Linked DNA regions of Danio rerio: region 1 is linked to region 2. A link is a contact called in public Hi-C data. All regions are on one chromosome and are shown on one strand. The core of a region is the stretch at or near the end of the contact, and the rest is flanking DNA. Distances in the headings are between cores, read along the strand shown. Region 1 holds the start of optn (optineurin). Region 2 overlaps camk1da (calcium/calmodulin-dependent protein kinase 1Da).

What was found. A called contact is a pair of places that touch in the nucleus more often than the background predicts.
Region 1: a contact with region 2 is called in a Hi-C map of an unstated tissue, with 2.0 times the contacts expected there. The contact joins the promoter of optn here to the enhancer-like site in region 2. A contact is called at or near these places in 2 of 18 Hi-C or Micro-C datasets (caudal fin and an unstated tissue).

The regions. Positions count from the first base shown.
Region 1 is chr4:8,501,195-8,504,855 of GRCz12tu, reverse strand. optn (optineurin) reads right to left here and starts at 1,706. Exons shown (of 14, transcript NM_001100066.2): 1 at 1,519-1,706.
Region 2 is chr4:8,444,002-8,447,453 of GRCz12tu, reverse strand. It overlaps camk1da (calcium/calmodulin-dependent protein kinase 1Da), which reads right to left. Exons shown (of 11, transcript NM_001123060.1): 4 at 1,662-1,800; 5 at 1,460-1,586. Among named protein-coding and RNA genes, the nearest start is that of ccdc3a, 55 kb to the left of the region's middle. Within about 2 kb of position 1,278, at least 4 of the 62 cell types and tissues checked have an H3K27ac peak or open chromatin away from gene starts, as enhancers often do.

The DNA.
Region 1 (3,661 bases), core at 457-2,956, 57 kb before region 2:
ATTACTTTTGCATTTTAAAAATACCAACAGGAATTATATAATGCTTAGTTATTGTGTTCAGCAATTTACAAGTGGTAAACACTAACATGCATTATGATCCTGTTAACATGTTTTTCATGCTAAATATGCAGTGATATTAAGACTATCCTGCAAAGTATGTGCTGATGCTAGTTTGCTCAGTCAGTTGATCTAATCATTTAGTGATTCACATTAAAGGAAAAGTTCAATTCAATTCATGTTTATTTCTTTAGCGCTTTTACAATGTAGATTGTGTCTTCCTGTAAATTGAAACAGTGTCAGTCCAGTTTTCAGAGTTGAAGTTCAGTTTAGTTCAGGTCAGTGTGGGTTAATTTCACTTAAAGTCCAAACACTGAAGAGCACAACTCCCAAAACAAGCGAGTCAGTGCTGAGGAATAAACTTCACCAATTGACGAAAGTGAAGGAAAAAGAAAAACTAGAGAGAAACCAGGCTCAGTTGGGCACGACCATTTCTCCTCTGGTCAGATGTTGGTTTTATATTCACACATTGATTCATTGTTGAACACTGAAAACTTGTGACAGCCTCCCTATATTGTTTTTTCCAAGCTACTTTTAATATTCGGTCTAAAATTGCATGCAAGTATGACTTAAAAACAAGATTAGCACTAATTATTTAATTGTGAACAATGTTGTACTTTGATAGTCATTGGCTGCAAATATGATATTTAGAATTTTCAAAGAATATTTTTCTAAAATTACATTATTAAGAAAGAAGTGCGAATATTAAACCAACTTTACGCCAATATGAATCAGAATTAATTTTATTGCCAAGTGTGCTTCAGTTCACACACAAGGAATTTGTTTTGGCTACAGAAGCATCCAGTGTACATAAAGTGACAACACGAAAATAAATATAAATAAAAGACAATAAACATTAAACAGAGATGCAGTTGGTCAAAAACATCTGGATGTTGAATTGTATGTACAGATTTGTTATAAATATACAGGTTGCTGTGTGCAGACGCGTATGGAGAAAGTATTGCATTGTATATAAGGTGATATAAAGTGGTGTTATTCGCTGACTAATCAAATATGGATTTACTCGAACTTCGGATAGATGCTTTGAAAGATTGGCACTATGAGTAAAGAAGGCCATTCAAAGCTATTTTGTAGCTCCAAACTACTTCATAAGAGTGCGATAAGATCACGAAACAGTTCTCTATAATCTGTCATTTGGGGAACATGTGGAAACACACATACATGAGTGGTAAACAATGCTTTACTCAGGTTTCCTCATGAGACTGTCCGCTTATCTAAATTCTGACAGTTACAAAATCTCACCGAGACGTTTCACAAGACAATTGGTCACGAGAAAACGAAAGTTAACAAGGACATTTGCGATAGAAATTAAATAATAGTTAATCTCCGCTCCAATGTGTTTCATAAGTGCGCCGCATATTATAGGCAATATATATATTGATATTCGTTTATGTCAAGTTTTAAATAACTTTTTGCATTTAATAGCACTGTCATACTCACCAGGCGATCGCGTCTTGTGTACAGCAACTTGTTTTGGGAAATGCTGCTCTTCCTGATCCAAACGTCAGTGGAAAGCGCTAAACGCACATATATGATATCAAGAATGATTGGTGCGTTACAGTCAGCCTGACACAGGTTTATGTCTATCCACCTTCATATGGATCTACTGTAGCGCTGCTTCCATTCACTGCATTGAATCAGCTGACGGAGTGCGTCATGACGCGGACGGGATTTCCCTGCTGAGGTCATTCCGCGTGACGCACTCAGATATAGGCCGAATCGAGGGGCTTTTCGAGACCCCTATATTGATTTTAGTATGACAGTCATCATGATTTCCTATTTATGTGGAAATGCTGTGGGTGAAAAAAAAAAGCCTGGCACTTTCTTTCCATAACTTTTATAAATAGCTTTGGCATAATGTGCTTCAATACAGAAAACATAATAATAATAATAATAATAATAATAATAATAATAATAATAATAACAATAATAATAATAAAAATAATAATAGCAATAATAATACATTTTATTCAAAGCGTCTTTCAAGAAACTCAAGGTCACTGTACGACATATATACAATTATTATACAATAATTAAAAAAATCAATAAACTAACATGGATATATAAAATAGAGAAGATGATCAAATACAAAGACCAAAATACTAATTGGAGCAGTGCAGTTATGGTATTTTAATACACAATCATTAGTATTTGTAAGATAATGAAATGAGGATGCATTGAATTTTCATGGAATGTATTGACTTTGTTTGTGCACTAGATGGAGCCACAGAAACAGATCTAAATGCACATGGGTCAAGGACGTCCTTTTTAGTGTCCAAATAAAACTTTGAGGAAGGCCTAATACTTTTCAGGGATATTAAATGCATGATCCATCATCCATCAAATGCATTCTTATTCTGATTTGTAGTTATTAAATAATAAAAAAGTGATCATGCACTAAAAACATAATTATTCATTCATTTTCCTTAGGCTTAGTCCCTTTATTCATCAGGGGTCACCACAGCGGAATGAACTGCCAACTTATTCAGCATATGTTTTGCTCAGCGAATGCCTTTTTAGTTGCGAACCAGTGCTGGGAAACAACCATACAATCATTCACACACTTACAATACAGCCAATTTAGCTTATTGAATTCAGCAGTTTTGGTGTAAAGTGAATTCTCACAGTCGGTGGTCTGTTACAGTATACATACAGAGTTATTTATATAAATCGTCACCTTAGAATTATAAGGTTGACTTTTTGACTTAGAATTATAAGGTTATGTGACTTTTTTTGTCAAAATTGAGTTATTAACATATTTTTATTAAATGACACCTTATTTACATTATGGGATTTTTTTTACAAGTTGTCTACATTTTAAGATGTTTTATTTTGAAAACAAATGGTACCCACATACTGTTTGCTAAATGGAATGCAAAAACTTTAAAGCTCAATATCTCAATCATTCAGAACACAGATAGAACCGTATAATTCCAAGGTGCATGACGAAATGATGATTAACAGAGCAAGGCATTTTTTACAGCATGTCTGATAATATTTTTTTTCTTCTGGAGAAAGTCTTATATGTTATATTTTTGGCTGGAATAAAAGCAGTTTTTAATTTAAAAAATGTAAGGTCAAAATTATTAGCCCCCTTAAGCAATATATTTTTTGATTGTCTACAGAACAAACCATCATTATGCAATGATTTGCCTAATTACCCTAACTTAGTTAGCCTAATCAACCTAATTGAGCCTTTAAATTGCACTTTAAGCTGAATACTAATATATTGAAAAATATCTAGTCAAATCAATCGTAATCAGTAATCAATTCTTAGAAATGAGTTATTAAAACTATTATGTTTAGAAATGTGTTTCTTTGCATTAAACAGAAATTGGGGGGAAATATACAAGGGGGTTAATAATCCAGGAGGGCTAATAATTCTGACCTTAACTGTATATAAGGACAGAAAATTAGTCCAAAAAGAGAATGCAGCTGTGCGGCTGGTGATAAACGCAGGACGCAGCTCCTCTATTGGCTGTTTAAACTCCAGCGCGTCCGATTGGCCTGAGACAAACTTTAGGGGTGATGGATCGAGGAGGAGCAGGACGTGGGAACTTTTGCTCCTGAACCCACACCAGTC
Region 2 (3,452 bases), core at 29-2,528:
TTTGATTTGATTTGATTAATTTATTTTCGAACAAAAAAATGATACATAAAATGTCATTACAAAAAGAAATACATTTCAACATGGTCGAAAATGGAGCGGGATGAAGCATAAGCTTATTATTCTCCCACCCCATTACCCCATACATCATTTATTTATTACTTAAACCTATTTATTCTTTTACCTATCTCTTTTTTTTACATGAAACAAATTTGATCCTTTTGGCATCTTTGAAAAATAATTTGTTTAATTCCATTTGTACCTTTTCATTTTGTAACAGACCCCAAAAAAAAGAAAAAAAAAATACATAGTACTGCAAATAAACAAAAAACAACAACAACAACAACCTAGTACTGCAAATTTTAGCTTCCTATCATCATGTTTTGACAATTAGCTAGGATGTTTTAACTGTGCTAGCATGTTCATCATTTCTATATTGTAAATAAAGCAATATAGCAAGAGTACATTAGCATGTTTCACCATATTTTAGCATGTATGTTTTGGCATGTTTTAGCATATTTTAACGTTTCAGCATTTATTTTTAGCAAGTTTTAACATATTTTAACATGTTTTATCATGTATTTACCACGTTTCAACATAATTGAGCATGTTGTTGGCATGCTATCGCAGTTTTCGCAATTTGTTGCCCTAGTGTTTTAGAATGTTATAAGCATGCTTTCACACTTGTGCTTGTTATTATGTTTTGACAATTACCAAGAATGTTTTAGCATTGCTAGCATGTTCATAATTTGTATATTGTTAAAAAAAAACTGTGGACTACAAGAAAATATAACAAAAATACATGAGCATGTTTCAACATATTTTAGCATGTTTTTAGCATGCTTTAGCATGTTTTTAGCATGTTTTAGCATAAAACAAAAATATATTACCATGTTACAACATGTTTGATCATGTTCTTATTTTGTCTAGCATGTTCATATTTTGTACCAAAAAAAAAAAAAAACTGTGGACTACAAGACAATATGACAAAAATACACCATAAATTTGAAATATATTTTATATTATATACATTCATGATGTACCTTTTTCCATTTCCTTGTAGTCCAAAGTTTATTGGTATGTATTTGTTTTTCGTAAGTTTTATTTCACTAATTAATTATTACTTTTATTCAGTTGTAGTTTTAAATATGTATTTTTTGCAGCCTTTTTTATTTTGTTATTTTGTTTTTCTTTGACATGCAGCAGCACAACATACAGCCATGTTGGCTCACAGTGCTGCAGTCGCTCTAATCTAAGGGGAAAAGCAGGCGACTCTGGGGCAGTTCTGTCAGTGTGAGATAAGAAAAAGCTTCGAGTGTAGATAAAACCCACAAACATATGCAATCACTTTCTGCTGGCTAAATCTATAAGCACGCACTTTTATACAGTATATGAACATGCATTTTAAACACATCAACAACTCATAAGGAAGCAAAATACTCTCATCTCCATCTATTCTTACCCACGTATCCTGGCGTCCCGCAGGCGGTGGACATGACATCCCCTGTCCCCTCCATCTTAGACAGGCCGAAGTCACTGATCATGATTTTTGAGCCGTCTTGAGGGTTGAAGTAGAGCAGATTCTCAGGCTGGAGTGAAAAACACACGTTAAAATGAAGCTAGTGGGAAAACTGTGTGTTTGTGTTGTGGGTGTGTTTGTTCACCTTCAGGTCTCGATGGACGATGCCCATAGTGTGGAGGTAGTTGACAGCATCCAGTACTTGTCTGATGAGTGTGCTGGCGTCTTTCTCTGTGTAAAACCCCTTCTCTACTATCCGGTCGAACAGCTCTCCTCCAGACACACTGCAAACAGAGCATTAAAAACTAAAAACACACATAACCAATTATATTTTTACTAATAGACACTATTATTTGGGATTGGTTAGATTTTATGTTTTTGAAAGTAGCCTCTTGAATTAACAGGATTTTTTTAGAGACGATTTTTTATCGCATACATACATTCATTCATTTATTTTCCTTCGGCTTAATTCCTTATTTAAAACTATTCCAGCATGTTTTATGCAGCGGATGCCCTTACAGCTGCATCCCAGTACTAAGAAACACCCATACACTCTCATTCACACTCATACACTACGGCCAATTTAGTTTATTCAATTCACCTACAGTATAGCGCATGTCTTTAAACTGTGGGGGAAACCGAAGCAAGCAACACAGGGAGAACATGGAAACGCCACACAGAAATGCCCACTGGCTCAGCCGGGACTCGAACCAGTGACCTTCTTGCTGTGAGGTGACAGTGCTAACCACTGAGCCACCATGCCGCCCTTATTGTACACAGTTTTAAATAAATACGTTAAATAAATGTGATTCTGCACCACAGAAGTGTCAATAATACAATAACGCTGTTTCCGGTGATGTGCATTTTGTTGGCTGGGCGACGCAGTGGCGCAGTAGGTAGTGCTCTTGCCTCACATCACGAAGGTCGCTGGTTCGAGCCTCGGCTGGCTCAGTTGGTGTTTCTGTGTGGAGTTTGCATGTTCTCCCTGCATTCGCGTGGGATTCCTCCAGGTGTTCTGATTTTCCCCACAGTCCAAAGACATGCGGTACAGCTGAATTGGGTAGGCTAAATTGTCCGTAGTGTATGTGTGTGAATGAGTGTGTGTGTGGATGTTTTCCAGAGGTTGGTTGCGGCTGGAAGGGCAACCACTGCTTAAAAGAATAAGTTGGCGGTTCATTCCGCTGTGGTGACCCTGGATTAATAAAGGCACTAAGCTGAATAGAAAATGAATAAATGAATGAATGAATATTAGGCTGAAAATCTGGAATCTGAGGGTTTCAAAATTGAAAATATCAAGAAAATCGTCTTTGAGTTGATAAATGAAGCTCTTAGTAATTCACAATACAGTAGGAAATTTACAAAACATCTTCATGAAACTTGATCTTTAATTCATATCCTAATGTTTTTGTCTTAAAAAAGTAAAATGGATCATTTTGTCACATACAATATACCCATGAAAAAATGTTCTTCTGCTCACCAACGTTACATTTGTTGGATAAAAAAATATATAATTTCAACTTGAAACAACCTTATAACAGTTATATATTCATATATTTTAAAAATATAACTTCAAGTTTTATATATATATATATATATATATATATATATATATATATATATATATATATATATATATACTATATATTTATGTGATTGACTTTTTAGCATTATTACTCATTACATGATCATAGTACAAAGATGCCCAAAGTAGGGCCCTCGGTCCATGGTGACCTTTTATTTGGCCCACCATCCCATCTGAAAAGAGAGAAAGAATGAGGGGGAGGTGGTTGGGGCAAATGCCTTTGTCAATTTAATGTGAATTGAATTGAATTGAATGATATTCATTTCGAATTTAACGTAACCTTTTGTTTCTTTATTTTATTGCAGAGCTACAAAAAAGATGAAATTAAATGATTCAAATGATTCATTTAAATAC